Regions from separate parts of the Mus musculus genome. Here regions 2, 3, 4 and 5 are each linked to region 1. A link is a contact called in public Hi-C, HiChIP or PLAC-seq and Micro-C data. All regions are on one chromosome and are shown on one strand. The core of a region is the stretch at or near the end of the contact, and the rest is flanking DNA. Distances in the headings are between cores, read along the strand shown.

Region 1 (4,393 bases), core at 1,232-3,731:
GCAGCTGGTGCCCGGGTGCAGTCGACGGTGCACCAGCAGCCCCAGATTGGCATTGGAGGGTGTGCTGCTGGCGCCACCCCCGGGAAAGACCACAGAGGACGACGAGGCAGATGAGGATGCCGAAGAAGAGCAGGAAGAGGATACTGGTGCTGCAGATCCACCTCCTGGAGAGCGCTCGAACTGGGCCCAGAGAAGGGGTGTCCCAGGTGGTGGGGCGGGAGCTGGGTCGAAAGTAGGCTGCAGCTCAGGACCCCCATCTGGGGAAGGTACTGAGGCTTCCCCCGCTGTGTAGGTGTAACCATTGCCGTTATTGTTGTTGTTCCCATTGTGAGCAAAGCTGAGTGCAGGGCTGGGAGGGCTATAGTCCGCCAGGCGTGAAGTAGCAGCTGCGCTGCCGCTGGTCCCACCACCGAAGTAAGAGTCTGTGGATGCGCTGCCAAGCGAGCTGGAGCTGTCGTTGCGATAGCTGGAGAAGGGCTTGCGGCCAGGTGTAGGAGTGATGCTTGGGGTGGGCTTGCTCCAGAGGCTGCCCGGCCCGGACCCGCCGGACCCGTGATGCAGATCAAAGCCCACGTCTGTGCCATTGGCATGGAAGTCGTTCTCGTCTGTCAGCTCGATGATGCCACCGGTGCGCAGCGCGATGTGAGCTTCGATCTCCTCTCTAGCGCGATCCACGTTCTCTGGCATGCCAGTCACCTCGAAAACTGGCTCCTTGTCTCGGCTGGGTGTCACAATATATGTATGTGTCTGCTGTTGAATGCGCTTGATCGTGGCGCCCTTTGGACCCACCACGAGCCCTACCACGCGGTATGGCACCCTCACTTGGATAGTGGTCTGTCCCGGCAGGTTGGGCGGTCCGGGCACAGCTCCGTTGAGAGCCGTGTTCTTGTTACGAGAGGCTCGGATCATGGAGAAGTGCTCTGCGGCAGAGATGATCTCCCTCCGAGCCATAGCCACATCCTCCTTCCTGCCCGTCACAACAAAGACAGGCTCCTCCCCGCGAACTGGGGTCTTGATGTAAGTGTTGGTCTTCGCCCTCAAAGCTTTGATTTTACAACCTGGAAGCCAGGGTTCAAGGGAGGGAGTAGGAGAAATAGAGAAAGAGACACGCCCATTATCCCAGGATAACCGCGGAGACCCGGGACAGCCCGCGCCCAAGGCAGCTGGGCAGCAGAACACGCGACCAGAGAAAGGGGGCGTCTCCCTCGCTGACCCCGAACCGCGCTAGGAGCTGGACCGCCGGTTCTGTCCTCGAAACGCTCGAGGAATAAATAGCCCATTGGCTGCCTGGCCCTCCCCCGGTAACTGCAGTCGTCCCAAGCAAAGCGCAGAACCCCAGAAAAGTCATCTAGGGGGATGCTGCTGGTATCCAACTGAGCACACTGATTGCCTTGAAGACCAGGGGCTCCCGGGAAGCCGCGATCCCTAGACTCTGGAGGACTAGGGGTGGGGTTAAGAGAATGGCAGTCCTGGGACCCATTGTTCCTTCCCTGGACTCTATTCCATTCCGCTTTGCAGAAATCCCGAATCCTCATCCCTTCGGACGACCCCCCCCCATACTGCCCCCTCCCAAAGGACCACCAGAGGTCCCCTCCCCCAGTATATTATATTTTAAACATCTTTCCTAGAGTGGACTAAGTCTGGAGCACTAGAGGAAAAGGCAGTGATTTTAGCAGGAGAAAGTGCATCCCGCCGCGGCACTGGCGCCGCTGTGGAAGACAGCCTGCCTGCACTTTCTTTGTCTAGTGCGCCGGCCCATCGCGCGGCTCTTCCTCCCTCCCCAAGGCTCCCCCGCGCCACAGCTCCCGTTCCTGCACCCGCCCTCACAGTGAGGCGGTGGCGGAGATCCTACACACCCCTCCGGTCCCCATCCCTGCCGGACCCACCTTGCCTCCCTACGATCTCCGCGACGTGTTCGGAACTGGGTACCGGCACGCACTCGGTCATGTTCACGCTCTTCTTGCGCGGTTCGCTGTCGTACAAAGAGGCGCCCTCATCACTGTCCAGTCCCAACAGGGAGAGCTGATCGAGCGCAAGCTGCAGGGCTCTTTGGTCATCCAGAGTCTCTCCCCCGCCGCTGCCACCGCCGCCTCCCCCGCCGCCGCCTCCCCCGCCGCCGCCGCTGCCGTTGCGCTCCAGGTCTGCAAACAGCGAGCTGGGCATCGCTCCGCCGTGCGCGCCGCGCCCCAGCCGGCTCTCTGCTCGGCAGCTAGAAGGTGCAGCCACAAAGGCAGCCGGGAAGCCGGCAGTCAGGGGCGGGGAGGCCGGTCGGCTGCGGAGGGCTCCGTGGCTCGTTTTTCGGCGCTCGGAGGAGTGGGTCTCTGCGTGCAATCCGCACCGGGCAGTGGCTGCAAGAGCCCCCGCCTGGGTCCCCACCCCAGATCTGCTGGCGGTTGGGGTGGGGGCAGAGCTCGAGCGGCGGCCGCGCGTGCCCCCCGAGTGCCCGGCTGGCTGGCCACAATGCCGAGCGCAAAGCGAACAGGCGAGCGACAGCAGCGTTTCTTTAAGGAGCCCCTCCCCGGCTCCTCCACTCCCTCCCTCCCTCCCTCCCGCCCGCCCTCACTCAGCGCTTTTTCCTCCTCTCCTACCCGCCTCTTGACTGAGCCTCTGCAGCCAGACGGCTCCGGAGGGGGACGAGGGAGGCGCAACGTCACCGGCGGGAGCTGACACTACAATGCTACTGACACTATCGCTGGGGGAGGCGATTGGCGCGCGCCAGGCCGGGGGCGGGCGGAGGCCGGGGCTGAGAGAGCGGAGCCAGCGCCACCCCCATCGAGCTCGCCGCAGCCCGCCCCGGCCTCCTCCCGGCCGCGCCCCTCCCCCGCCGCCGCCGCGAACGCCTCTCTTTGTTGTCTAATGCGGGACCGGCTGGCTCGGGACATTTATATGTACCTATCAGCCGAGGACAACCACTGTCCTCAAGTCTCTTTCCTCTCCAGGTTGAGAAGAAAAGGCGCCCAACTGTGATGCCAGCCGCCAAGCTCCAAAGAGCGGTCCTTCTAAAGTCCCGTTACTGCCCCCAAATAAAGCATCCCTGGAGCCGACGCGACCACTAGGTGGACGGTATACTGTACAAGGTATCTGTACCACAGGGCGGCCCAACCCTGGGACGCGGAACCAAAGGCTCGAGATCCTGGGCCCCATTGGTATTGTGACTGCTGGGCGCGAGCTGCCCACCTGCGCGGGAGCGCACGCCACACAAAAGACACGCCCGCCCACACTGCCACTCGCGCGCGCGCTCACATTTCCGTCCCCTTGGGTAGCACTTTGCCCAAGTGGCCCTGAAAGAACGAATGCCAAAACCAGAAACCGGTTGCAGAAAGGGCCCGACCCGCACCGCTGCAGGTGACCTCTAGGGTCCCGCACATGCCTGGCGCGCGGACTGAGACCCCGCGGGCTCCCACACGCGCACGAGCGCCGCGCGCCCACTGCCGGGACGCCAGCCCTACACTGCCCGGGAACAGTGAGGGCGTGCGCGCCCGCCGCTCCCAGGCCCGCCCCTCCCTGCGGTCAGGCATGCGCAGTGCCTGAGAGGAGCCCAGAGCGCGCCGGCCCCGCCCTCCGCCCAGCCCGGCCCCGCCGGGAGGTGTGTGGTCGGGCCTGGCGCTCTTTGTGCGCTTCTCGGGTTGGGGGAGGCGGCGGAGGAAGGGTGCGACAGGACTAGCGGGCGGCCAAGGCGAACTGCGCCCCCTCCTGGCTTCTCCACCGATAGCCTCCGAGCGCAAGCGAAAAGAAAGGAGGTTTTGAGGGGCGGGCCGGGGCGGGGTTCGGGCCTCGGCGCATCTCCCTCCTGCGAGAGGAGGACGCCCCTTCCCTGCTCAAAGCGCATCCGCTTCTCCGTCCTTTGTTCCCGGAGCCCGCCTGTTTATCCGCGCCCCTGCGCCCTGCAGGCTAGTAGTCCAGGCTTTCCCTAATCCTGTTAAGGTCTGCCGGGAGAGACGCCTCCTGGTGATTCCGAGGCGACTTGTGTACACCGCAGACTGGTTTACTGGAGAACCCCTTCCCCGCTGGGGGCGACCCTGGGGACCTGGGGCAGATCTGAGGGACCCAGAAAAAAGGGATCACCCCGCACCTCGGCTTTTATCCACAATACCTCCCCTGCCCAATGCCTGGGTGGTTAAAAGTGACAATGGTTGGCAGTGCACTTGGGAGCGGACTGTTCTGCCAGCGCCTGCACTTCCAAGCGTGCGAAGGTGATCCCAAGCTCCAAACTCACCTGGAGCTGTCTCGGGGCAGAGGTGCTGATTATTTCCCTAGGGAAATGAGGCTGAGGTGCGGCTTTACTGTGGCTATTTCCTCAGGATGTTTACGTCAGCTTCCCCAAGCTGGCTGTGTTTTTCTTCAAAGAATCAGTTCTATAAGGGGCGGGAGTGGACGGGGTGGGGGTGGGGGT
Region 2 (4,393 bases), core at 975-3,474, 620 kb before region 1:
GTTTCTTCTTCTTTCAGCTTCCTGTCCTCTCTGCTTCCTGCCATCTCTGCTTCCTGTTCTCTCGACTACCTCTTTTCTGTTTCTCAATCTGTTTTTCTCTGTTACCTGTCCTCCCTGCTTTCTGTCCAATCTGCTTCCTGGCCTTTCTGCTTTCTGTCCTCTCTACTTCCTGCCTTCTATGCTTCCTGTCCTCTCACCCACCTGTTCTCTCTGTTTCTTTCTTGTTCCCCCTGTTACCTGTCTTCTCTGCTTCCTGTCCTCCCAGATGTGAATGAAAAGCTTCATACTCCTGCTGCTGCAGCTGAGTCGCTTCTGCTGCCCTGCATCCTCTACCAAAAAGAACCACACTCTTAAGCCCGGGACCAGAATAAACCCTTCCACTCTTGAGTGACTTCTCTTAGTTAGGAAAAAAAAAAAAAAGAATAATGTCAATTCAATGGATGTGGTTTAAGCGTGTCCCGCAAAGTTTCCCATTTTGAAAGTTTGGTCCTTGTTGTGATTCTGGGAGCTGGTTGGATCATTGAGGTGGAGCCTACTAAAAGGAGGCAGGGTGACTGAGGGTCTAGTGTCCAGAAGGCATTGATGTATTCTCATGGGACTCTGGTTAGTGCTTAAATTAAGTTTAATTGACTGATTGATTGATTGATTGATTCTGTGTGTGTGTGTGTGTTACAATTGCTGTGTAGAGGTCAGATGAGAACTTGTAGTAGTTGTTTCTTTTCTTCCACCGTGTGAATTGGGGACTGAACTTAGGTTGTCAAGCTTGCTAGCATGTGTCATTTCCTAATAAGCCATCTTCCCAGTCCTGATCAGATTGTCAGAGGGGATTCATATAAAAAAGCAACATCGTCCCCTCCTCAGTTTCTTTCTGGCTTCTTGTCTACTATACCATTTGTTCTTTGCACTTTGCTTGCTCTCTTCATAATGCCTTTTACCATGATATGCAGTGCCCAAAGAGCCCATGACTGGACCAGTGTTGATGCTAAATCTTGGGTTTCTAGCCTCCCTAACTGTGAGCTAAGTAGATGTTGCACATGCAGAAGTTTAGACATTTCATTTAGGACATAGGAAGTACACCCAACACAGTAAATACACAAACCAACCTTTCAATCAATCCGTGCCTTGAAAATGTAACAGGGTGCTTACTTGAAGTTTTCCAACTTAGTACTGTTGTCTGTCCAGGGAAGGCAAGCTGGCCTCTTGGAAGATGGAAAAGAATAAAGTCAGCTTTGCTCAGACGGTCACACTCAGTTCACTAGGAAAAGACAAGTGACAGGGTCAAGCTTGCTTCCTTGGGGTGGGAAGCATACACTTCCTCCCAGGGCGTGTGGAGAAAGGGGCAGTGAAATTTGGTCATTTATTAATATACTTTGTCACAGTGGGGTGTCTACAATCAGAACAGGAAATAATGTGTTGATGAGGCATGTGGTGGTTTGAAAGGAGGTTCTCAAACACAGTGGACAGTCGTCCAGGGCCAGGACAGGAGACTGTAGGTGACAGGAGAGGGCCACTGACTAGGGAAGTGACATGATTGGAGCTGCTGCTCAAGTGACAGTTTGGCCCCTTATGTATGCGTGGGCTGCATTCCACAGGGATAATAAAATATAATTGCTCCTGCAAAGAATAGTTCACTGGAAGCAACCTAAATCAGTATGCCTGGACACTTGTCTACACAGCGGTGCCAGTCTGGCGGCATGAGATTCACAGCAAATCCTGGCGGCTGTCCCTTCCAAATACATCTTAATACCACCACTTCTTACCACCCCCACACTTCTCATTCGTTCAGTCACCACACTCCACTCTGACCACCCAACTTCTGCTTTTTCCTCTCTGTATTCCCTCCTCCCCACACCAGCAGGCTTATGCCTAATCATATCACTGGCTTGCTCGAGCCTCCCCAATATACATAAACATGTGTATACTGTATACATCAACACATAAAAATACCTGCATATATACACATGCGTATGCATGCACATATTTGTATGAACACACACTCAGCAACAAACGGACTTGCAAAACTCTAGTGGTTGCATGTTTCAATATTTCTGCTCCCAATCTTAGTTCTCTTGGGGCCTTGGGGACTGTGTTTTCACCACTGCTCACACTTGCTGACTTTCTTCACTCTCACGTGACCCACCGGGAGCCCTCATCATTACTATGCTCTTTGGGTGCAGATGCCAGAGTTTCTCTCATTACTCCACTGCACTTTCACTTCAAGAACTAAATAACTAACCTCAGAAAGAAATCTGAAGCCACTCAGAGGTCACACTTCCTCCTTCCCCCCTCATCCCCATCAGAGTCCTGCATATAGTTTAGGTGGAACATATGCACTTTGCTTTCCCATTCTGAACTTAAATGATTCAGAGTTGGTACCTTGAGATTGGCCATCAGTCTGTTTCACACCGCAGAAAGTGACAAAGGCCACATCTAAGCATTTTTCCCCAGAGAGCTGATTTGATTAAAGCACCTTTATACTTGTCAATGATTTGTCTTATAACTATATATGTGTGTATGTATGATATATAAAATAATTTCCAGTAAGTCACAACTATTTATGTTTATTATGCTATACAGTTGAGATATTTCTAGGCAGCTATTTGTGCAGATCTCTAATTATTTACTTGGAATTAATGATGAAACTGTAATGACTCAGTCCCAGGGTGTTCATATTTTTAGTTTTTGATGTGTGTTGCCAACTTGATCTCCAGAAAGCCTGCAGCTGTCCATATGTTCACAGGGGCAATATAACCACACCCAGTTCTCTTCCAACCCTTAGCTCAGTTCATAAGTTAATAAAAGCTCACTCTGAGTTTTAACAGTGTATAGTGGGAGGGACTTGTTCTAACTAAGAAAAGTTCCTTTGTAAAAGGAAGTATGTAAGAACTCCTGTGCTGAGGGTTGACTCACTTTTGGGGGGATGTTCAAGTTCATTACCAATCTTTCAATACCTCATTTTGTTACCCTCACCAAAGTGAAACATCAGGAAGAGCAATAAAGTCAGTGTGTGTATCTGTTGACACCCATGGATGCTGCAGATGGAGCTCCAAGTGTGGAGGGCAAAGATAGACTAGACATTAGTGATGAAAGGGAAGAATTAAGAGACATCTCTCCCCAGCAGCAAGTAAAGCAACTGTATGGTGCATAGCTTAAAAGTTAGACAAAGGCATACGTCATGGCTATATCTATAATTATAAGGCAGAAAAGCCATTGTTAGCATGAAACAAAAGACAAAACTAAGGCAAAATAATTGATAGATTTCTTTTGATAATCATTTCAAAATTAAAAAAAATAGTGGATAAGAAAGATGAGGCAGGAGATAAGAGTGCATAATGCTGGTGTGGAAAACTGGAGTTCTCTTAACCACCTGTCACCCCAGATCGATTGGATTTAATACCCTTTTCCGACTTCTACGATAAACTACATTCATGTTAACATACTCCAACATAGACACACACATGGAGACAGAAGTAAGAACAAAGTAAACCTCTAAAAGTGAAACAATATACAGAGCAGAGAGAGGCTGGCTGACTATACAAGGTAATGACATTTTATATAAGTTAAAGAAAAATGTGGAAATACTGGCAAGTAATAATTTACTATTTTGAAAAAGAAGGGGGCTGGTGAGATGGCTCAGCGGTTAAGAGCACTGACTGTTCTTCCAAAGGTCCTGAGTTCAATTCCCAGCCACTACATGGTGGCTCACAACCATCTGCAATGTGATCTGACGCCCTCTTCTGGTGTGTCTGAAGACAACTACAGTGTACTCATATACATAAAATAAATAAATAAATCTAAAAAAAAAAAAGAAAGAAAAAGAAGATTTCATCCTTATTTGTAAAGACATGAAAAATTGCCTGGTGTTGTGGCTCATACCTTTAATTGTAGCACTGGGAAGCAGAGTCAAGACGTACTCTGTGCACTCTGAGTTTGAGGCCAGTCTGGTCTACACAGAGACTTCCAGGCCAACCATCAGCAAACAATAAAATTAAAAAAAGATTTCAGTTTCAGATCTACAGCTGTCATTTTGTCATGTTTAGTGCTATCACTTTTTTTCCCCTAATCTGTGTTTTCTTTAGTTCTGTGTTTGCATACAAAGCATATTAGTTTCAAAGGTGTAACTTATCAAACTTTAGCCTTTGGTGGAGATTGATTCTAATGCTTTGATTCAATCGGGAATCTGTGTGTCCAAATGCTTAAGGTCCTTGTCCCCAGTTTGTTTTTGATTGATCAATAAAAATGCCAACAGCCAATGGCTGGGTACAGGGCAGGACACTTACAGTTGCCAGGGCTAGGACACACAGATGAACAGAGGAGAATCACCATGACCGAGGAAGAAGGATGGGAAATAGGCACTTCAAGAGAGAAAGCCAACCATCCATGTGAGAATTTG
Region 3 (4,393 bases), core at 981-3,480, 590 kb before region 1:
TGCACATGCACACCAGCTTTAGGAAAGAAGATGTTTTGAATTAAAACAGCTCAAATTCCATCACAAATTGATCCATTCTGTGTACAAGAAGGAGCTCAGTTCTTGTACTCTCTATACTGAATTAGTCTTGATCAAGTTGATGGATAATTTGTGGAGTTTCACAAAGTATATGGCTACTTGGCCAATTATCAAGACTTAATTAAGAGACTTTTATACAGGTTCACATCATTTAGTTTTAATCTGTTAGTTTAGTCTGGGAAAAATACCCATTAAAAATACCCTTATGATGAAAAGATAAAACAAGAGTTTAATTTATCAAGTTAGTCTCTGGAACTCCTGAGTTGCCTGGCATATATGGGAACAATTGATCCTGGCTCTGAGACTATAAAAGAAGGCATAGCTTGGATCAAAAATGGTAGCCATCTTCACTGTCATTCTTCTGTAGTAATGTGAAACAGGCTCCAAAGGACGTTGAGTTTTGCTTGAAATACTTTGAGTGCATTTAAGTACTTCACTAGGGTGACACACACCTGCAGTCTTAAAGGTGTACACCCATTGGCTCATATGCATGCTGGTAGGGCATCTAGCATACTGGCTCATTGCAGTTCATCAGGTATCATTCAAGGAATACCATCAGAGGGGTGATCCAAGGCAATTAGGATCTCCGAAAACCATTTTGTGGCAGATATAAGCCATCAACTTTGACTTGATGCAAAGTTATTAATTTATTCTGTTGTCCCCAGTCGGTGAAAGAAGTCTTTTAGAAGACTTTGCAAAGTGGTATTGGTGATAAAATGCATGAAGATTCACAAAACAGAACCCCATCTGGTCTGCCCCTCAGGACTAATGTAATGTTAGAATTGCTTAGGGTTTAGTCATAAAAATATAAATATAAATGGCTTCCAACTGAGGCCATTTAATATTGGGAAGAGAGTTACTTTTGAATTGGAGTATTGAATGAAAGGAAACAGCAAAGGAGGAAATTCATGTACATACAAACATGCGCAATACAAAACAGTGGTCACCCATAGAACTGGGGAAAGGAATGCACTTGGAGCTGTAGGAACATGAAGCATAGATGTAAGGCCCATATGGCTGCAACCAAGGCCTCTGACCAGGGTGACAGTTAATGTTGTGGCAGAGCACTCTGCAAGTCTGTGATGGTGTAGCTCTTCAGAGTCCTGAAGGAAGCTGGCATCCAAAGCTGAGTACTGCCATGGAGGAGGGGAGCCATTACTGAGATGACAGCTGCAAGGACAACTCACAGAAAAGGAAAGGCTCTTGTTGTCCCTTCCCTTCACAAGAGTTCCAGTATCCTTCCTTCTTGAAGAACCCATCTTGAAATCATCTGGGTAGAAGTGGAGAAGATAGAATTGGAGTGAAGGGCCACTGGTCAATCCCTGCTGGTGTGTTTGTTACTTTCTAACTGTGACAAAGCACTTGACAGAGCCTACTTAAAGAAAAGAGAGGTTTGGGCTCACAGTTTAAGGTGTATCAGCTTATTGTGGCCAAGAAAGCTTGTCTGCTGAGGCAGCTAAATCCAAAGGACTTGAGGCAAGACTTAATTACTTCTTCATGGCTCAGGAAGCAGAAAGTGGGGCAGGGCTATAATCTATACTACCTGCCACTTCAGCCAGCCCCAAACCACCAGGGGCATATTCAGTGTTCAGACTTAGGGCAAACTTACTGTTTAAGAATTTTGAAGAATTTAGCTTATATATCCAAGAAAAAAAAGGAGAAATTTTGAGTCATCTTACTATAGTGAGTTAGCATTTGGGTTTTTCTGAATTAGGATTTAAGTGAGCATTATGATTTGAATGTAGCATTGACTCAGTGCAATTCATTATGTTAAAGATGTGTGATTTGAGCTCACAGGCCTGCCCTGAACATTTGTACCATGTTAGACGATGATTTTCATTGACCAGGAGACAGAAAGAGCAAGTGAGCAAAGAGACCGAAGAACACCACCATGGACTGGAGATTAACCAACAGAAATTCACATTAACTCTAAAACCAGAGCTCCTGCATATTCATTTCACTCAAGACTCTCCAGTTTCCAAATTCATTTTAGAATTATGAGGCTGTCCAGTCATATTTATACTTTTGTTATGTCCTTCCTGGTTCTCAGCCTCCAAAAATGTAGTAATTTGGCCTTTTCTGCTTAGACAAACACCTGGAAGCTCTCCTGGGAAAGATCCCAAGTCTAGACATAGCTTTTAAAAAAATCCACACATGTGTTTCTCGTTATGAGGAGCTTTAGCTCTGCAGACAAGAGAAAATTCCCATGCCTTTACGGAGTTACCAATTATGTCACATTCTGTGAAGAAATGCTCGTGACTAATATATAAATAATTGTCTTCAAAAAATTATAATAAAAGGGAAGACAGAGAAGAAAGATGGTTGCATTTGAGGTTCTGAGAGTTTTAGTTTTGAATGCAGGTCTTGGGTAACAGGAAGAAGAGGTGACTTTCAACCATCTACCTGGGAAGCTATGTTGTTTTTATAATTTTGGCAAGCTCACACTGACAGCAATCTGAGCATATCCACCGAGCTGCTATCTTTTCCATTTTCTTCTTCCTCCCCCCTTCTCTTCTTTGCTTTCTACTCCTCCATCTATGAACACAATAAAAGGCAAGCATCTGTACACCTTTTCTGTTCTAGGAAAACATATAAAGCACTAAAAGTAAGTGCATTAAACTAAAATTTCTTCAGAACACAATGCAATTAAGAAAGGCCCCAAGGAGATCCAGGACCTGTTGCAGTTACAACTGCAGAGGTGTGGGATATCAAGACATGGCAGTTTCTCACCAGTGTTTGCCATCACTTTCTTAGAGCATCCAGAATTAATTGTAGCAATAACTTAGGAACAGGTAGAGAGAAGGTATACATATAATGCATAATGAGAACAGACACTCAAACAGGGATAGTAGTCACTTTTGTATAGCAAACAGGTTAAAAAAAAAAAACTAGAGAGAAGTCAAAACTGGAGAAATGAGGGCACTGGGTCAGGTGACTGACTACTATGTTGAAGATGTTAAAAGAAAACCTGGCAAAACACACACACATTCCATGATTCCATTTGTGATGGTTGATTGTTTGTTTAATGCTACCAGTTATTGGATCCTTAATCCTACAAGCTTGTAACTAGTTGAACTTTCCTACCATTTCTGTCACTCATATTTAATGATCAAAATAATAATAGATGTGTATTTGGGATTATGAGATGGCTCAACGGTTAAGAGCACTTGCTGCTCTTGTGGAGGGCCTGAGTCTAGTTTCCAGCATCTATATGTGGTTTCTGATAATGGTTTTTAACTCCAGCTCCAAGGGACCTCATCCTCTCTTCTGGCCTCTGTGTGTATGCAAGTATACATTCACATACCCATATACATATACACTCAATCAAGAATCAAATAGATCTTCAAAAAACCCAAGAATATGTATGTGTAATCTGTCAGGGGTCTATGTAAACACTGACATAGGGCAATCACTTTTTTTAAGTCAACTACACTGACAACTACAAACTATATCCACAATACACACCTTAGATGATTCGATAATAGATGAAAGACCATTGCATACCTTGAAGAAATATTTTTGAAGATGATAAGCTGAAAGAAAATGCCCCAAACCTTTCATTTCATTTACAAACATTCAGTTATAAAACCACAGCATAGAATCATAAAAAAGAGAAAACATAAGATCTGTATTGTGTGCACACAAGAAATAATAAGTAAGTTCCACGGAAGAGTTGGATGCACCAAGCAGCCATGGCATAATGGATGTGGTCACCAGTGTTCTTGGATTCTTGGGAAGGAACAGAGAGACCTAGAGAATTGACTGTCTCTGTAACTGGGTATTTGTGAGGAATGAACATAGCTTCAGGCCTAGTTGGACTCTGGAGCTTAAATAATGGCATCAGCTTTATTGATTCTGTGACTTCATTTATATCTGCTTTGAATTTGAGCTTTCTCAGTGTATCAAAACTTCCAACAAACCCAACAAAACATTCACCAGAAGATGAGTCTATATGATGGAAGCACATAATCTCAAAGGAAAAGATCTGCCTCAAAATTTCCCCAAGCCAGAGAGAACTCAATTGACCTGGGAAAAGTCACATACCCATATCTGAAAATATCACTATATCCACTGGGATGTGTCACTATAACTGTCAGATGCCTGCTTCTGCGCCTGCATTTAAGAGTATGGTAATAGAAGAAACAGGCATACCAGTACTCTGTGGGACTGAGAATTCCTGGAGGAATCTAAATAAACACATTATTTTCTAATATTTGCTGTAACCAACATTAACTGTAATCTGCTAGTTTGTAAAAAATAAAAAAAAATCCAAAAGAGTTTTTTAAAAGATTGTTATCAATTTCTCCAAAAACTC
Region 4 (4,393 bases), core at 565-3,064, 530 kb after region 1:
CACCAGTAGTGAACGGGCCCACACGGTATCAAGTTCCTGCTCTAGATCCAGAGAGGATCCCAGATCTTTGAGCTTTCCTTACAGAGAAGCCAACCACAATACCATCTGTATAAGATTCTCTAGTGCAGCATTAACACTGATCCTACATCTTACATGGACTAGAATACTATTCCTATGCAAAGACAGGCATACCCAGCATTCTCGGTGGCCCATTCTATTACCTGCAGAAGACCAGAGACCGTAAAGATCATTCGTGTCAGCAGCCACCAGGATCCTGTCCAGGAAGCCATGGGGTCCAATATCATAGGAGTCTCCCTCACAGCCTACGAAAGAAAAGACAAAAAGAAAATGCCTCGTTTGCAACTAGCTCTGGCTCCAGAGGCAGAATCTGTAAGCTAAGGAGCCAATCAGAAGGCAGGGACCCTGAAGCCCAAGCAGTGTCTTAGAAACGTTTGTGTTGGCCCAGGATGGGATTGTCTGCTGCAGAATGAAGGCAATATGGGGCTCCCTTTAGGATGAGTCCCCCAAGATCAAAAAGGGGAACGGAGACTGCCTCCAGTCAGCAATTCACCCATCCCTCCAGTGCTCCAGCAGTAGGGACAACCCTGCCCCAGACACCTCCTAGCCTGTTTGTCAGCACCAGAGTGTGGCTTTTGGGGGCGGGGGGGGGGCTGGGGGTTGTGGGGAGGACCAGCCTAAAGCCAAGAGTTAGGGCACCTGCCAGCTTTAATTCCTTGAGGCAAAAATGAGTCTGAAGCCAATTAAACTAGACCAGAGAGGGAAGAACCCTGCCTAAGGGCACACAGCTAAACAGAGTCTAGGATAGGAACGCAGATTGGATAGTTAGAGGAATTTCTCACTAGATGATAGAATGCCTTCTGCTTCCAGACCTGCCTTTAAGAGAATTCTGGGGGCCACAGTCTTGCGGAGTGTAATCTCTTAAAGGTGAGGAAGAAGTAAGCCCAGGAGGGCTACGAGGACCGTTTTCCCCAATGTGTTTTCCTGTCAGTTTACAGGGAACTCAGTTTGAGCGGAGACTGGAAAAGCCGAGGTCACACTCGACTCCCGCTTCGCCTCGCGGGCGCCTTGGCGGTGTCGGTGTCCGGGGGCGGGTCGGTGGCTTCTCTCCATCTGGAGAAAGCATTAAGGCCTGGCTTAATGCGATCCGCAAATGTGCTGCTGTTTCCGACCTGAGGCGGCGACTCTGGGACGAAGGGAGGCGGCCAGGGCTGGGCCCCAGGACCACGCGCCCCTCTCCGCTGGCTCGCACACTTCAGCGCCCGCCACCCTCACGCCTCCTTTCCCTGGCGTGCGTCTCCTCTCGTTTCTCTGCGCTTCAAGCATGCGAACCTCACTCAGTAGCCAAACCTCCGGACCTTCAAACACTGCAAGCTAAGATCAGCCCGTAGTCCGCTGACCCCGCAGGGTATCCCCCATCATCCAGAGCACCCCTCGCTCGCAGAGGACCAGGAAAGGTTCTGTCCAACATTCCCGGATCCTGTAGCGCGCCTGCCTGGAGCTGTCTAAGCCCCATAGGGCAGTGCTCAACCAAGACCTTATTTTCCAGTAGCGTTCCCATCAACTTGCTCCACCTTACCATCCTCAGAGAGATGAATCCCTGGATCCCCCGCGGGTGTTTCCAATCCGGAGTCGCAGCAGCGTCTGACGGTGCAAGGAGGGATGCGCGCTGCGAGACAGTGGCGAGCAGCGCCGACTCGGCGACACCTCGTGCGGAGCGCGGGATCCCGACGGTCCCCGACGCCGGCCTCCAGCTCGCGCCGCCGCCAAAGTTAAATGGGGCTGGGACGCGGCCGCCCCGCCTGTCCCGCCCCTCCGGGCGCGCGGAGCGCAGTGCTGGCCCCGACCCAGGGGCGGAGGGCGCGCGCCGCCACCTGCGCCGCCCGTCCCGCAAGTGCGCGCCGCGTCTAGGGTACCGTCAGTCCCTCCCGCCCTGCGTCCTCTGCCCTAACCCAGGGGCGCTGGGAACGCGGGGACAAGCGGGCCACCGAGCCGCAGCCAGGCGGCTCGGAGCGCTCGGGGCCGCCGCGGCCACGGCGAGACTCCGCTGGAACGCTTCTCCGCCCGCTTCCTGGAAGCCACTCCTTGCCCTGGGCCTGCAGCCAGGCCTGGTGCCAGGAGCTCCGGCTGCCGCCGGCGGCAGCGCGCTCTGGGGAGGCGTCCGCTGCGCCACGGGCCAGCCAGGCCAGCCAGACCAGTGCGAGGATGCCACCCTCTCCCAGCACCACCGCCAGACCCCGGGGACCTCAGCTGTTAAGTAATACCCTGCAGAGGCTGCCCAGAGTCTACCCACTCCTGCTGGTAGCCTTAGGAGCTTGACCATCACCCATTCAAACAGCCCCTGCGGTCTTGGTATAATTGGGGACCATGGATGACCCAGCAGGGACACCTAAACCTGAGACCTAGAGTCCCTGGTAGGAAACAGGTTTGGGTCCCACAGAAGTCCAGACCTGTCAGGAAATAAATACAGCTACAGCCCCGGGGCCTAGAGGTTTGGAAGAGAGGTGTCCCAGTCATGAATGGAGGAGGGTTGAGGGCACCTTGAGCACTTCTGAAGGAAAGAAAAGCCATGGAAGAGACATGGGGGCTTGGCTTCATCTCAGCAATAGGAGTCAAGGGCCAGGTGTTCCATTTAAGGCACCATTGTGCCTCCCGTATTGCTGCTCCCTTGAGTGATGCCACTTTGTCAAGTGGTATGTGTAGCCAGCCTTCCCAAAAGCAGTCGTTCCTAGAGTTATCTTAAGTCCTCGGGGAGTAGCTTTTCATGATGATCAGAGAGGCCAGGTCTGGAACTGGTTCCTAGGTACCTATTTCTCGCTAGAGTCTGAAACATTTGCATCCAAAGTTGCTCTCTTGCCTAGTGAACTGAAGGCTGGTATGTTCCAGATTCTTTTATGGCATTGCCAAGAGTTCCCCCCACGTGTTTTCCTATTCTCTCCTTCCCTGATCAGATGGCCTCCTCTGACCAGGAAAAGGGCCTTGTCAAGACTGTCTCTCCACTCCAGAGAGGGAAACGGCTGGAAACCTATGGAAAATGAGCAGGTGGTGCATGGGAAGAGATTCAGGAGGAACCAAGAAGGGAGGACAGAGCTAGACCATGACTAGCTCACCTGCAGACCACTGAGTCTCTCTGTTCACCCTAGTTTAGCTCTGGAAAGTGGGGCAGATAATACACATATGGATACTGGGCTATTACTCTGATGGGGATTATGCAGGATTAGGTTCCCATGAGCCTCTGGTTATGTTTTGACAGCCACTTGGCACACTGCCTTATTTTGTATGCCTTTCCGTGTAAAAGCACCTTGTCTAACACATGTTCATTCATTCTCCCTGAGCTCCTGGCACCAGCACCTGTCAACTCTCCTAACAAGGGACTGCTCTCTAGCTGTTCACATACACATCCCAGCCTCTTGGTCCTTGGGGAGACAGAGCCAGCACTGTGCTCAAGGGTTGCCTCAAACAATGTAATCAACAACAAAATGTTGCATAGAGGACATTTAGGATAATGGTTTACCGAATAAGAACTGAACAGACCCAAGAAGAGCAAGGAAGTCTTGTGGGACCTTAGCAGTGAGTGTGGGCACTAACTGACTCCAAATGTTCACTGGCCTTCAGATGACTTCGAAAGCGTCCTGTGCTTTGATGGTATGGTGACAGGTGATGATTATATGATGATATGACAGATGAGAAGGATCCGTGGTGTGTGTGTCTACATCAGTGCATTAGGAGAGAAACAGCCATGCTAACACTTCAGAACACACCATGTGGTACTTTGAACGAGAATGTTGCCATACGGTCATGTTGAATCCCTAGTCCTCAGTTGGTAAACTGTTTGAGGACGAGGAGAGGCGGCCATGTTGGAGGAACAGCGTCACTGGAAGGGGGTTTGAGGTTTTCAAAAACACAAGTGATCTCCCATGGCTCTCTCCTGCTGCTGCCTGTGGATTCAGATGTAGAACTCTCAGCTCTTTCTCTAGCACTGTGTCTGCCTGCGTACTGCCATGTTACCCACCATGATGATAATGAGCTAACCCTCTGAAACTGTAAGCCAGTCCACAATTCAATGCTTTCCTTTGTAAGAGTTGCCTTGACCTTGGTGTCTCTTCAGAGCAATTAAACAGTAACTAGGACACAGCACCAGAATCTATTCTAGGCATTTCTTAGGAATTGCTAATTCAGCCTTCAGCACAGCTTATTGGATGGCATATTGGTTTGACCTGACATAAAACACTTAAGAGGAGAAAAGATTTCTTTTGGCTCACAATTTCAAGTGTGTCAGTTCATTGCAGCAGGGCAGACATGGTAAATCAGAGAGCAGTTCACATCTTGGTGGCCGGAAAGCAGAGAAAGGAAAAAGCATCTGAGACCTGCTAAA
Region 5 (4,393 bases), core at 1,331-3,830, 530 kb before region 1:
GACTTGTTGCCTACTAACGGAGCTCCAAGCTCAGAGAGAGACACTGTCAAGGATATAAAGCAAGGATTGATAGGATTGGACACCCAGTGTCCTCTTCTGACTTCTGTACTGCATTTGCATCCTTACATCCACACCACAGGGATACATACATCACACACACTGACACACAAGAAAATAAATAAGTAAAGCAAAAGAATGATGAAGACTTTATAGATAACATATCATCACTGAAACACACAGACACACATACATAATGTATACATACATACACACACACACACACACACAAATCCATCATGTCTGAGGAGCAAAGTGTCAAGCATGCATTCAATATTCCAAGAGACAATTGAATAAATCTTTGGGACATGATTTTCAAACTTAAATGTGCTTGGAAATCACTCCTCCATTAACTGGGACCCTTCAGACCCTTGCTCTTGCTCTCCCTTCTTGGATACCTGTGCGGTTTTCTCCATCAATATACTTTACTTTAAATTTCTTTTCCTTGCAGCTCTGGGGCTCAAACACAGGACCTCATTTTAAAACACACACACACACACACACACACACACACACACAGAGAGAGAGAGAGAGAGAGAGAGAGAGAGAAGAGGAGGGGGGAGATAGAAAAATTTCAAGTGTAAGGCACATATAAAATGGAAATATTTACCCTTCTGCTTCTTAATCCTTACTGTTATCTCTAGAGTTTGTTTCTTACAAATAAACCAGACAAGTGGCTTACACCCCCTCACAACTCAGAACCTCTTTGAAGATGGGGGAGGGGAGAAAGGACTTGAGCTCACTGCTGCATCTCCAGACTCAGAAAGCAATGCGAATGTAGGAGTGATTGATTTTTTACTAAAGTCACACTGCGTGCTATATTCAATTGAATCTTCCCAAAAATGCTAAAGAAAATGGTAGTAAAAGAAGTCATAGAATGTTCTGGGCCCTTCAAGTGTATGTGGTATTCATTTCATCTTCATGCACTTCTGGTCTAGAACCGGTTGGGTTCCTACCAATTGCTGATGGAGAAGGAAAGCTTATGGAGGCTGATCAAGGTTTTTGTTCTTTTAACCATGCTAGTACAAGTTCCAAGGAGAAGTCTATATGGATTCATAAAGATGTTAATAAATTTTAAAAATACAGCTAGCTGAGTGTATTGAATCATGCCTGTAATTCTAGCACCCTAGGAAGTTGAAACAGGAAGACTAATGTGAGTTAAGAGCTAGGCTACTTAATAAGTTCCAAGCTAACCTGGGCTAATTAACAAGATTCTATATCAACCCTTGCACTGAAAATGTAATCATTAAAAATTAAGTGACCTTCTAAGAATTTTCTTGCTAAAATTTATATTTATACATCTACAAATTAGAATGTTAGAATTTATAATTATATAGCTACAAATTGGAATGTTAATAAATCAACCAAAAGCAACATTGCTTCTGAATAATTGCCAACTTTATTAGTGAAAAAAAAGATAATATATTTGTTGATTTTTTTTAGCCATTCATTGTGAATATTTGCCTATTTGTGTATTATTGGTTTTTCTCCTTGTTTTCTTCTTGTGTCTAGGCCTCCGCCAAAAGGCAATGATGTTTTAATAATCCCTAAGCTTTACTGCATGTTGAAGAAACTTGTCATCATTTATGGCTTGTACTTGAAGTAATTCTTTTGACTGCCGATGCTTGCCTTCCAGCTTAGTATGATACATTTTAAAATGTGCGGAAGTGTTTGATTTTCCGACGTTCAAACTAACAGGTTTTCTGTACTGCGTCCTGAGAGTGGCCTCAGAAGGTCTTTCACAAAGGTTGTAACCCTCATGGTGACAATGGTGAAGCTGAATGAGATGGACTCGATGGATTGCAGGGCCTGTCGGTAACCAGATAGCAGAAGGCTTGGTTCACACACAAGACCTTGCTTTATAGAATCATGCTGGGGTCAATGTTGGAAAAAGCCAGGTCACCATGACTCAAGATGAAAATTATCTCTCCAGGGATGTGAACCACTTCATTGACACTATTCTGCCTATCACGAGTGGGGAATCAGTGCAAGGACACCACCTCTTGGAGATTGACATAAGAACTTGTGAATAAGCAAATCTAAAGACAGCAGGAGAGATGGGCCAACCCACAGCCAGATGAGCATCATAGAGTTATCAAGTCTGTCAGCACTAAAATACACTACTTCAAAAGTGAAATGTATTCACTCATAATACATAAATCTGAGCTTCTAGATTGAATTATACAAGCTGCACAATAAGTGTGACTACCTACTCAAACAAGACCAATAAACAAATGAACAAACAAAGCTTCAATGCACACGCTGCCACAATCTCATATTTGACCATGGTCCATGTCTTTAACTCACTAGAGAGAAACTTATTTGTTACAAGAGTTGAAATCTGGGATTAACTTCTGCTTAGCAAGGATCAAGACCAATTTTATCTTGGGGTGTGGGATTGAAATGTTTTTGTAAGTTTACATCAGCTGAATTTTCTCTTCTTTCTGCAAGCTGACCTAGTTTGCTTTGTGGAATGATGATGTTTCACTTGGAATTTAACTTGGATGACTAACATGCTTGCAAGCTAGTTACTCGAGCCGCTGGGACTTCTCCTCTCTTAGCTTTACCTTCCTCTTTCCTCTCTAAAGCTGCTGAGCTTCCGTCCCGCAGACCAATAGCATTTCTGGTTGGTTCCTAGTTTATTTCAGGGTCACAGTTACCATCAAGCATGGATTTCTTTTTCTTCATCTTGCCTTAATGGATATTGCTAGTGTCAAGGGACACAATTGGTTTGAAATACATTTTCTGTGGCTTGATACTTTTCTGAACTCCCTTGCAGAAATGCTTGGATATTTATTAGTTGGTCACTTAGTTTTTTTTTTTTTTTCAGGCACACATTCTATGAGTAATGAAGCCTTTATTTTTTATTTGTTCACCACTATGAAAATTTGTAGCCATAACAGGAAGACAAGAAAGAAAAAAAGGCCTCTGGGATTTATTCCAGGAATGTAAAATCAATTTAGTATGTAAAATGTAAAAACACGTGTTGATCACAATGGCAGATCAATTGGCAGATGTATTTAATCAAATCACACCTCTTCCTTAATTTGGAACTAAGATTATAAATATCCTAATTTTTATTTATTAATTTCCTATATATGATATATATACATGCATATACATCATATACATATACACATATATACACAAATATATACATGATATAAATACATCCTATATACATATATATGAGGGTAACACATTATATTATATATAATGAATGATTGTGTACACGTATACCACAGCAGGCATGTGGAGGTCAGAGGACAGCCTAAAGTAGTCAGTTCTCTCTTTCCATTATATGGGATCTGGGAATCAAACTCAAAATTTCAGGCTTGGCATTAAGCTTCTTTACCTATTTAACTATCTTGCTTATCTAAGAAATTTATTTCTTGATTTATTTACTTTTATTTATATTTATGAGTGTTCTGCCTGTGTGTATATGTGTGCACCAGGTGCAGGCTGGTACACTAAGAAGCCAGAAGATGGTGTTGGATCTCCTGAAACTGGAGTTGTAGATAGTTGTGAGTTGACACATGGGCCATGGGGAAGGATATTCTTCTAGAGCACCAAGTGTTCTTAACCTCTGAGTCATCTCTCCAGCCCCAGAAGTGTTATTTCTATTATATTAATTTAAATATGCCAATGCATTTATTAGAAGAATTTATTAGAAGATGCATCTTTATTTGTTCCTCTATTCTTTTGTTAACTTTTTACTGGTTCTTTGTGCATTTTACATTATGCACCCCAAATTCTACTCATCTCCCCTTCCCATTGTATCGTCCCTCCTCCCTTATAATCTCCCTCAAAAGATTATAATCTCCCTTATAATCGTCCTCAAAAAATAAATCCTTTTGCGGAAGCTGTAATGCCATAGTGTATCCCGTAGTATTCCAGTGTAGCCCCTTCTATCCACACCTCTTTGTTTGCAAACATTCACCGCAATGACTCACTGACATGGTACGAGGCCTCTGGCCTCTGCTACACTATCAATACTGGAACCTCCCTGCGAGTGCTCTCAGATATCCTGTTGTCACCCTGTGTCATGGAGACCCTGTAGTTTTGGATCTGTAGGACTGGCCCCTTCATGAACTCAGCACATATACATACATTTATGTGTGTATATTGTATATAGGGAATTAATAAATAAAATTAGGATATTTATAATCTTAGTTCCAAATTAAGGAAGAGGTCTGAATTGATTAAATACATCTGCCAATTGATCTGCCAGTGTGATCAACAAGTGTTTTTACATTTTACATACTAAATTGATTTTACATTCCTTTCTTTCTTTGCAAGAAAATAAAATTTAGGGTGGCTTTCCATTTGTTTTTAA

Evidence for each region. Hi-C and Micro-C count contacts between places; a contact is called where the count stands out from the background. HiChIP or PLAC-seq counts read pairs in DNA pulled down with a chosen protein or histone mark.
Region 2: a contact with region 1 is called in an H3K27ac HiChIP or PLAC-seq map of bone marrow-derived dendritic cells, with 4 times the contacts expected there. The contact joins the enhancer-like site here to the promoter of Mex3b in region 1. A contact is called at or near these places in 19 of 39 promoter capture datasets (the 3T3-L1 cell line, 3T3-L1-derived adipocytes, the C10 cell line and 13 more), 2 of 15 datasets of contacts at CTCF or cohesin (the NIH/3T3 cell line and large pre-B cells), 51 of 484 Hi-C or Micro-C datasets (B cells, the C10 cell line, the C2C12 cell line and 29 more), 33 of 115 datasets of contacts at active chromatin or transcription factors (the NIH/3T3 cell line, SST interneurons, T-cell acute lymphoblastic leukemia and 25 more) and 4 of 9 other capture datasets (adipose tissue, embryonic stem cells, liver and 1 more).
Region 3: an H3K4me3 HiChIP or PLAC-seq map of embryonic limb bud shows a contact between it and region 1, with 8 times the contacts expected there. The contact joins the enhancer-like site here to the promoter of Mex3b in region 1. A contact is called at or near these places in 10 of 39 promoter capture datasets (the C10 cell line, cranial neural crest, frontonasal cranial neural crest and 5 more), 1 of 15 datasets of contacts at CTCF or cohesin (large pre-B cells), 2 of 484 Hi-C or Micro-C datasets (embryonic fibroblasts and nephron progenitors) and 18 of 115 datasets of contacts at active chromatin or transcription factors (the NIH/3T3 cell line, astrocytes, cardiomyocytes and 13 more).
Region 4: a contact with region 1 is called in a Micro-C map of embryonic stem cells, with 5 times the contacts expected there. The contact joins the promoter of Adamtsl3 here to the promoter of Mex3b in region 1. A contact is called at or near these places in 2 of 39 promoter capture datasets (both in embryonic stem cells), 5 of 484 Hi-C or Micro-C datasets (embryonic stem cells and nephron progenitors) and 2 of 115 datasets of contacts at active chromatin or transcription factors (both in embryonic stem cells).
Region 5: a Hi-C map of tail fibroblasts shows a contact between it and region 1, with 4 times the contacts expected there. The contact joins the enhancer-like site here to the promoter of Mex3b in region 1. A contact is called at or near these places in 16 of 39 promoter capture datasets (the 3T3-L1 cell line, 3T3-L1-derived adipocytes, the C10 cell line and 11 more), 4 of 484 Hi-C or Micro-C datasets (adipose-derived mesenchymal stem cells, muscle stem cells, tail fibroblasts and 1 more), 16 of 115 datasets of contacts at active chromatin or transcription factors (T-cell acute lymphoblastic leukemia, cardiomyocytes, craniofacial prominence and 9 more) and 1 of 9 other capture datasets (embryonic stem cells).

What each region holds. Positions count from the first base shown.
Region 1 is chr7:82,865,421-82,869,813 of GRCm38.p6, reverse strand. Mex3b (mex3 RNA binding family member B) reads right to left here and starts at 2,481. Exons shown (of 2, transcript NM_175366.3): 1 at 1,887-2,481; 2 at 1-1,058. The coding sequence starts at 2,163. Gm36584 (a long non-coding RNA gene) reads left to right here and starts at 2,518. Exons shown (of 5, transcript XR_003946820.1): 1 at 2,518-4,272.
Region 2 is chr7:83,480,237-83,484,629 of GRCm38.p6, reverse strand. No RefSeq gene overlaps it. Among named protein-coding and RNA genes, the nearest start is that of Gm10610, 68 kb to the left of the region's middle. Within about 2 kb of position 2,224, at least 38 of the 459 cell types and tissues checked have an H3K27ac peak or open chromatin away from gene starts, as enhancers often do. A contact at or near this core is called in bone marrow-derived dendritic cells, bone marrow-derived macrophages and pro-B cells, where this site is marked.
Region 3 is chr7:83,457,533-83,461,925 of GRCm38.p6, reverse strand. No RefSeq gene overlaps it. Among named protein-coding and RNA genes, the nearest start is that of Gm29976, 77 kb to the right of the region's middle. Within about 2 kb of position 2,230, at least 15 of the 459 cell types and tissues checked have an H3K27ac peak or open chromatin away from gene starts, as enhancers often do. A contact at or near this core is called in embryonic limb bud and second pharyngeal arch cranial neural crest, where this site is marked.
Region 4 is chr7:82,333,115-82,337,507 of GRCm38.p6, reverse strand. Adamtsl3 (ADAMTS-like 3) reads right to left here and starts at 1,814. Exons shown (of 30, transcript NM_001190374.1): 1 at 1,598-1,814; 2 at 222-323. The coding sequence starts at 1,600.
Region 5 is chr7:83,394,613-83,399,005 of GRCm38.p6, reverse strand. No RefSeq gene overlaps it. Among named protein-coding and RNA genes, the nearest start is that of Gm29976, 14 kb to the right of the region's middle. Within about 2 kb of position 2,580, at least 4 of the 459 cell types and tissues checked have an H3K27ac peak or open chromatin away from gene starts, as enhancers often do. A contact at or near this core is called in tail fibroblasts, where this site is marked.